2 separate regions of the Mus musculus genome follow, and region 2 is linked to region 1. The links are chromatin contacts, called in public HiChIP or PLAC-seq maps. All regions are on one chromosome and are shown on one strand. Each heading gives the region's core, a stretch centred on a gene start, on an enhancer-like site or on the middle of the called end of the contact. The rest is flanking DNA. Distances are from core to core; before and after follow the strand shown.

Evidence for each region. HiChIP or PLAC-seq counts read pairs in DNA pulled down with a chosen protein or histone mark.
Region 2: a contact with region 1 is called in an HNF4G HiChIP or PLAC-seq map of pancreatic cancer cells. The contact joins the promoter of Bid here to the promoter of Rad52 in region 1. A contact is called at or near these places in 2 of 39 promoter capture datasets (liver and pre-B cells) and 1 of 115 datasets of contacts at active chromatin or transcription factors (pancreatic cancer cells).

The regions. Positions count from the first base shown.
Region 1 is chr6:119,900,940-119,904,513 of GRCm38.p6, forward strand. It overlaps Rad52 (RAD52 homolog, DNA repair protein), which reads left to right and starts at 1,759. Exons shown (of 12, transcript NM_001166381.1): 1 at 1,759-1,896.
Region 2 is chr6:120,914,818-120,918,391 of GRCm38.p6, forward strand. Bid (BH3 interacting domain death agonist) reads right to left here and starts at 2,007. Exons shown (of 6, transcript NM_007544.4): 1 at 1,917-2,007.

The DNA of each region.
Region 1 (3,574 bases), core at 509-3,008:
CTTAGTGGTTTTGTTTTGTTGAGACAGAGTTTCTCTATAGTGTAGCACTGGCTGTCTTGCAACTCCTTATGTAGACCAAGTTGATTTTCATTTGTGTCTGCCCTCTGAGTGCTGAAATTAAAGGTGTGCGCCATCTTGTGCTGCGTCTTCATTGTGGTCTCAGTGGGGTCTCGGAGCATGAGGCCCTTTGGATTTGGGCGGCTATATGATATCCAAAATATAAAAAGATGTTTAACATAAGTAATTATAAAAGGAAAGGGGTTCAGCCACATGGCTCAGTACAAACCTGATGGCCCTCTTCCCTGCGTCCCCTGAGCTTGCAGAGTCTCCATCTCTTCTGCGAGGCCCACTTCGGCTTCCCTGCAGGCACCCGGGGCCAAGCTCCTGCAGGCACCCGGGGCCAAGCTCCTGCAAGCACCACGTTCTGAGGCGCACGGATAACAGATTAATAGTCTATTTTTTTAAAAAAGATTTGTTTTTATTTATATGTATACATGTTTTGTGTGTCTGGGCAAATGAGTGTCGTATGTTTACGGTGCCTTCAGAGGCCAGAAGAGAGCACTGGGTCCCCTTGAACTGTAGTTACAGGTAGTTGTGAGTCCCCTAATTTGGATGTGGGGAACCTAACTCAGGTTCTCTGAAATAGTACGTGCTCTTAAACTGTGGAGCGATCTCTGTAGCCGTAGATGTTCAGGTTCTCCTCCCCTGTCGTTGGGATTGAGTCCATTACTTCCTACATGCCAGGCAAGAGTCCTACTACTAAGCTATAATGCCAACCCTCTTTTTACCTAGACAGGTTTTAAGCCCAGGCTGTCCTTGATTTTGGGATTCTCCTATCTCAGCTTCCCCAGTAGTTTGAGTTACAGGTCTGTGCCACCAGAATGGAAATTTGGTACTCTTGCATCGGCCAGTAGCACAGTTTCAAATGATGTTTTTCTTTTCTTCGAGACAGAGTTTCTCTGTGTAGCATCCTCGAACTCAAGACATCTGCCTGCCCCTGTCTCCTGGGTGCTGGGATTAAAGATGTGGCCACCACTGCCCTGAGAAAGAGTCTTTCCTTTTTGTGCAAGTAATGGGCAAGTTGAGTGACCAGCTAATTCCAGAAACAGAATTCTGAGTTTCTCTTGTAGCTAGTGTCATTGTCCTGTTATCTTGGTCTTGTCAGTATGGACCCTACAATGTGCTAAAGGACTTTCGATTTATTTATTAACTGCATCTGACTCCGTGTTTCTGGGAAGATTAGTTAAGTCAACCATCTAGGAAAACACGAAAGATCCTGGATATAGTGGCCATATAATGAATTGGTTAAATTGCAACAATCTGAAGGCCTGACCATTAAAAACAAAAAGTTCTCAGTATATAAACTACACATTGGAGACGTAGATCTGTTGTAAAGCAGAAAACATCATAAACTGAGATCAGTCTGTGTTTAACTTGGAGTGATGCCTAAAGTGTAACTGTCATCCAGTTAGTTCCGGTTGAATTTCAGGGGAAATCCCACTGGCTGCCAGGGTCTCAGAGTTTAAAAGCACACCGAGGAGAGGTTGGCTCCGGGCGTCACCCAGCCGGGTCACACCAGGGACCCTCGCAGGGCGCCTACGGAAACCGAAGCGGCTTGCTGCGGCTGCGGGAAGGCTGATCGCCGCGGGCGGTGAGATAACAGCCCAAGAGCGCTCAGGATGCTGAGTCCTCCGCCGCTTCCAGTTCGCGACTTGATTTGCGACAGCCTGCTTTGCGGCTCTCGGCGCCTTCTGACTTGACTTACGGCCTTTCCTTCTGTTTTTCTTTGGGCGAGGACTCTGAGCTTGCAGAGTCTCCATTCCTTCTGCGAGGCCCTCTCCGGCTTCCCGGCAGGCACCCGGACCGAGCTCCTGCGTGCACCGCGTTCCGAAGCGCGTGAGTGAGGACGGTCCTCGCCGGGGTGGTTCTAGCGGGGTCGGGGAGCGTGGGGCCTTTCGGATTCGGGCGGCTGCTGGACACGCCCGGCACGGGGGCGTCTCCACCGGGGAGGCCGAGCCCTGAAGCCCCCACGGTTGCGCTGGATCTGGAGGGAGGCGCCTGGTCCGGGGTTGCTGACCGCGTGCTCGGGAGCACCGTGCGACACGCGCGCTGACTGTTAACAGGACTGTCTAGGACAGGGTGAAGTCGGAGGGAGTCGGTGGGGCTGAGAAGAAACTGTGGACTTGAGGAGTTTGACATTCAGGGTAGCCTTTCTGGACTTTGAAAAACGAAGCGTGCATTAGTACGGTTAAATTCACTCCTCGGGGGTGTACAGTTCTCTGGTTACTCATATGCTTGGGGGTTGTGTAACCCCTAGCAACATCGAATTCCATAACATTTTCATCACTCCTAAATAAATCCAGAAGCCACAGTTAGCTCTCCCTCTCACTTTTCCCGTCATCCTAGGACCCCCGTCTGCTTTGTCAGTGAACCTGTTTCACTTGTATGAAATACAGTACTTTGTGTGGGTTTCGGTGGGATCTGTTCCGCAGAATAAAGTTCCGATGTTTGTATCTCGTTTGAATTATCCATCAGTTGATTAAGTTGATGGTCATCTAGGCTGATTCCCCTACATGGCCATCTCAATATTGCTTCTTTAATAAGACCTGGACAATTAACAGCACCAGTTGACATGCCAACTTGGATTGGGGGAGGGGTCTTAAAGGGCCCCGCCCTTAGATGAAGAGCTATACGCAATTAATGACTGTCAGAAAGGGAGAATGGCTTTCCCAGAGATGAACCCCCTAATGGATTACCCAGTACCAAGTGATCAGCCCTAAAATTGTACATGTACATGCTACATTAAACAGACTTAGGGGTTATATTTATTTATTCATATATGTATGTCTCTGTTGTCTGTGTAAAACAAAACAGAAAAAGGCTATGAAGTTGAGAGAGGGATATGAGGGATTGGAGGAGAGAGAGAGGAAATGATGTGAATTATATTTTATTTAAAAAACTGGCTGCTGCTCTTCCCAAGGACCTGGGTTCAATTCCCACCACTCACATGGTGGCTTACAACTGTCTATATCTCTAGTTATAAGGGATACCTTCTTCAGTACTTGTGGTGCACAGATAAGCATGCAGGCAAAACACACATACTTATATAATACAAACATTAATTTTTTTTTTTTTTTTTTTTTGGTTTTTTCAAGACAGGGTTTCTCTGTGTAGACCTGGCTGTCCTGGAACTCACTTTGCAGACTAGGCTGGCCTTGAACTCAGAAATCCGCCTGCCTCTGCCTCCCAAGTGCTGGGATCAAAGGCGTGTGCCACCATCACCTGGCTGTTTTTTTTTTTTTTTTTTTTTTTTTTTTAAAGAATCAAAATTTCTAATCTTTAAAAAAAAATGCAGGCTGGAGAAATGGCTCAGTGGCTAGGAGTAGTGGCTCTTCTTTCAGAGGACCTGAGTTCAATTTCCAGCACCCACATGTCTATAACTTCCATTGCAGAGGACCCAGCACCCTCACATATATGCAGACAAACACCAATGCACATAAACAGTTTTTAAAACAATGTTAGCTGGGTGTGGTGGTACATACCCTTAATCCCAGCACTCAGGAGACTGAGGCAG
Region 2 (3,574 bases), core at 757-3,256, 1.0 Mb after region 1:
GTCCAGTGACCACAGACCCACAGTGGGGGCTTCTTATGGACGGGCAGTTTCCAACTCTCATCCTTGGAACCATCAGATTCACTGTCTCCCTGATGAGGAATGGCTCTTTGGTCTTGAACACAGCCTAGATGTGGGTCCCCAACCCTCAGCTTCCCACTAGAGAGCAAAAGGGCAGCTGGAAAAGCATGCAGTGCCCTTCGGAAGGTCTAAAAGGCTGTGTCATCAGGCCTTCCTTCCGGAGGCCAGGCACCCAGCACTGTGCCCCCCCCCCCCGTAGGCTATTCTTTCTTGCAAATAAGAGGAACCAGGTAACCTCAAGCTGTGAGCATCACTTCCCCTCCCCCAGCCTCGCCAGTAACTGCCCTAACAGCCCACTTTTCAGGTACACCCTCAACTCATCCTTCAGAGCTCCAGTAACCTGGCCACCTTGGGGCTACTTAAATCTCTTTATAGAGCATGCCACATCCAGCCGGCTTCTCTTCACTTGCCATCACCAAAGCCTGTACCCAACTCCACCCCGCAGTAGCCAGGAGATAGCACCTTGCGTCAGTGGGTGAAATGCCTGCTAACCCAGCTGTAATAAGCCAACCTCCCTGCCATTCCCTCTCTGGGCAAGAGAGGCAGTAGAGGCCAGGACACACACAATCGCCACCCTGCTTCCCCACCACCACCCAGCCGAGTCCTTCTTAGAGCTCAGCCCACTCAAGTATTAAAGCCTCTGAACTCAGCCCCAGCACTGGATCAGGCTCCCCCCCCCCCCATGGAAACACTCAGAGCTGACTGCCAGGGTAGTGCCTGGGACCAAGTCCCAGGGGATGGGGCAGGGCTGCAAAGTCTCCTGGTTGGGTAGAGCTGGAATGTGGAAAGTCCACATCCTTCTTGTGGTTTCTCCCAGCTCCATTCCACAGCTAGCTTATCCTAGACCCGGCTTCAAGGTAGTCTTCCAGTAAGGGCAATCCTGGCCATGGCACCAGGCAGTAGCCTGGGAAAGTAGGGGAGCCCTGCCTGGGTCCTCAGGATGCTCTTGACTCAGAACTATGTGGCTTATCAGATGAAGGTCAAGCCCAGCCTAGAAGTCCCATACTCAACACCACCTGGTCCTTTACAGAGCTCTTCATTCCAGCCTCTCACCACCCACAAAGTTCTACCCTGATCCGTCCCTGGTCCACACTTATTTGTTGAGTATGTAAATGAATGTACGAAAGAATGAATGAACGAATGTGTGAATCCTTGTGGGCCCAGGCCACTTGGTGGCTGAAGACTGTGGGTTTCTTCTAGAATCCTATAGGGTTATTCAGCCAACCATTCAACAAACTTTTTAAAAACATCAGCAACCAGTCTGTGCACATTTTCAAACCATTTTGGGTACTGGAGATGCGGAGGGGTCAGCCACTTCCTCACAGTTCAGGCGTGAGTGTGAGCTGTGCACACAGTAGTGCCCACGGGTGTAGGAAAGGTGCCCCTCGCTGCAGTCTTCCAAGGTCTGTGTTCCCTGGGTTGGGGTTCCAGGGCTTTTGCAGGGCCCATTTGTGGGCTGTAGCCGTTCCTTGTTGATTTTTGTGGGTGGCCATAGCGGAGCGCAGCGAGACCTCAGGCCCGCCTTTCCAGCTCTGCGCGCACCTGCCGAGTGGCGCGCGACCGCGGGGACCCCGGGTCCACCAGGAGGCCTGCCCGAAGCGGACCAGGACCGAGCGCTGAGGGGGACCGCGAGTGGCGCACGCCCCAGGCCTTCGAGTGAGTGCCTTCCCCTCAGCTCCGCGGTGGCACCCTGTGGCCGGCGCCCTCACCCCGCCTCCATCAAGGCGCAAGAGCCCCGCCATCACGAAGGATCGATAGCATACGAAACTGAGCTCCGTGCCGACCCCGTCCTCCCAGAGGGGAACTGTGGGGGCGCCCAGTAGGGTGGGCATACTCACCACGCAGACGCCGCTGCGCCGGTACCGGGCGGCGAACGGGCTAAGGCAAAGGTTTGCGGAGCCACACTCGGCCCGGCGCTCTACTCCACCTACCTTTCCTCGTGCTCGCCCGGGAGCCCCGCCCCTGTGATAGCCCCGCCCTCCGGATGCTCCGCCCTCCGACTGGCCACACTTTGCGGAAACCCAAGGGTCCTACCGGCTCGCTACGGGGGACAGGAAGGAAGGTACACCCGGAACCTGCGCTCCCCAGAGTCCCCAAAGCCTGGGCGACCTGCCCTCGTGAGGATGGGGTGTCATACTTGATCCCGACCTCTCCGCATTGTCTTGATGTATTACATAGCAGGGTTGGCACACTCAAGACTAGTGACCCTGTCAGAATCGGCCCTATCAGAGATGCTGGGAGGTCCCTATTGTTTCTCCTGCGCAGCTGCTTGCAGAATTTTTAAACTCTTGTGGGGAAGGCAGGGATGGGGGTTGCGGGGTTCTCGGTCATGGAATGAATCAGCAAGGATGAATGTGGAAAGAACCAGGAGGCTAGCAGATAATCTCAAACTGCTAGCTAGTTCCCCTGTCCAGAGAAGTCCCAATGCTATATACTTAAGTGCCAGCCAGTACCCCCAAAGGACACGTGACAGTGACAAAAGTGAAAGAGAAACAAGAAAGTGAATTCTGGAAGTATGAGGAAGTAAATAGAACCATGGAAATTGCTGTTCCTGAGCAGAGAAACTGGATCTGAGAAGACAAAAAAAAAAAAAAAAAAAAAAAAAAATCACATGGTTGGTGTGTGTTTGTGTGTGTATGTGTGTATTTAAGCCAGAGGTCAGTGTTTTCCTTCATCACTCTCCACCTTTCCACCTTTTTTTTTTTTCTTTTGAGATGGTGTGGGGTGAGGGGAGTGGACCAGCTTCCCAGCTCCACGCGTGATTTCCCTAGGCTGACTGCCAGGTGAGCTCCAGGAAGCTTCCACTGTGCACCAATAACAATGGAATTGTAGATACACACAGCACTCTATTTTTTACATGGGTGCTAGGGATCCAAAGTCCAGTTCTTACGCATATGAAGTACTTTACAAACCGAGCCATCTCCAGGGTTTCTTTTTCCTCTTTATATTTTCCAATTCTTCTTAAAGGAAGATGGCTCTAATTTTACGATCAATAAAAGTTACACTTGAAGCCGGGCGTGGTGTCGCACGCCTTTAATCCCGGCACTTGGGAGGCCTCTGTTCGAGGCCAGCCTGGTCTACAAAGTGAGTTCCAGGACAGCCAGGGCTATACAGAGAAACCCTGTCTGTCGAAAAACCAACCCCACCCCACCCCCCACTCCCCCACCCCCCCACCCCCCGCCAAAAAAAAAGTTACACTTGAAATCACATAGTGGAAGAGCTTGGTGATGAACAGCGGGGGCAGGGTTGGAGAGATGGCTCACTGGTTAAAAGCACTTCTCACTCTTACAGAGCATCCATCTGGGTTCAGTACTTAGCACCCATATGGTGGCTGACAATCATCTGTTATTCTAATTCCAAGGGACTGACCCCCCTTCTGGCCTCTATGAGGACCAGGCACACATGTGGTGCACATATATGCAGGCAACACACACACACACACACACACACACACACAGAGTTTTTAAATTTAAAACATGCAAGCTGAATTATCTAG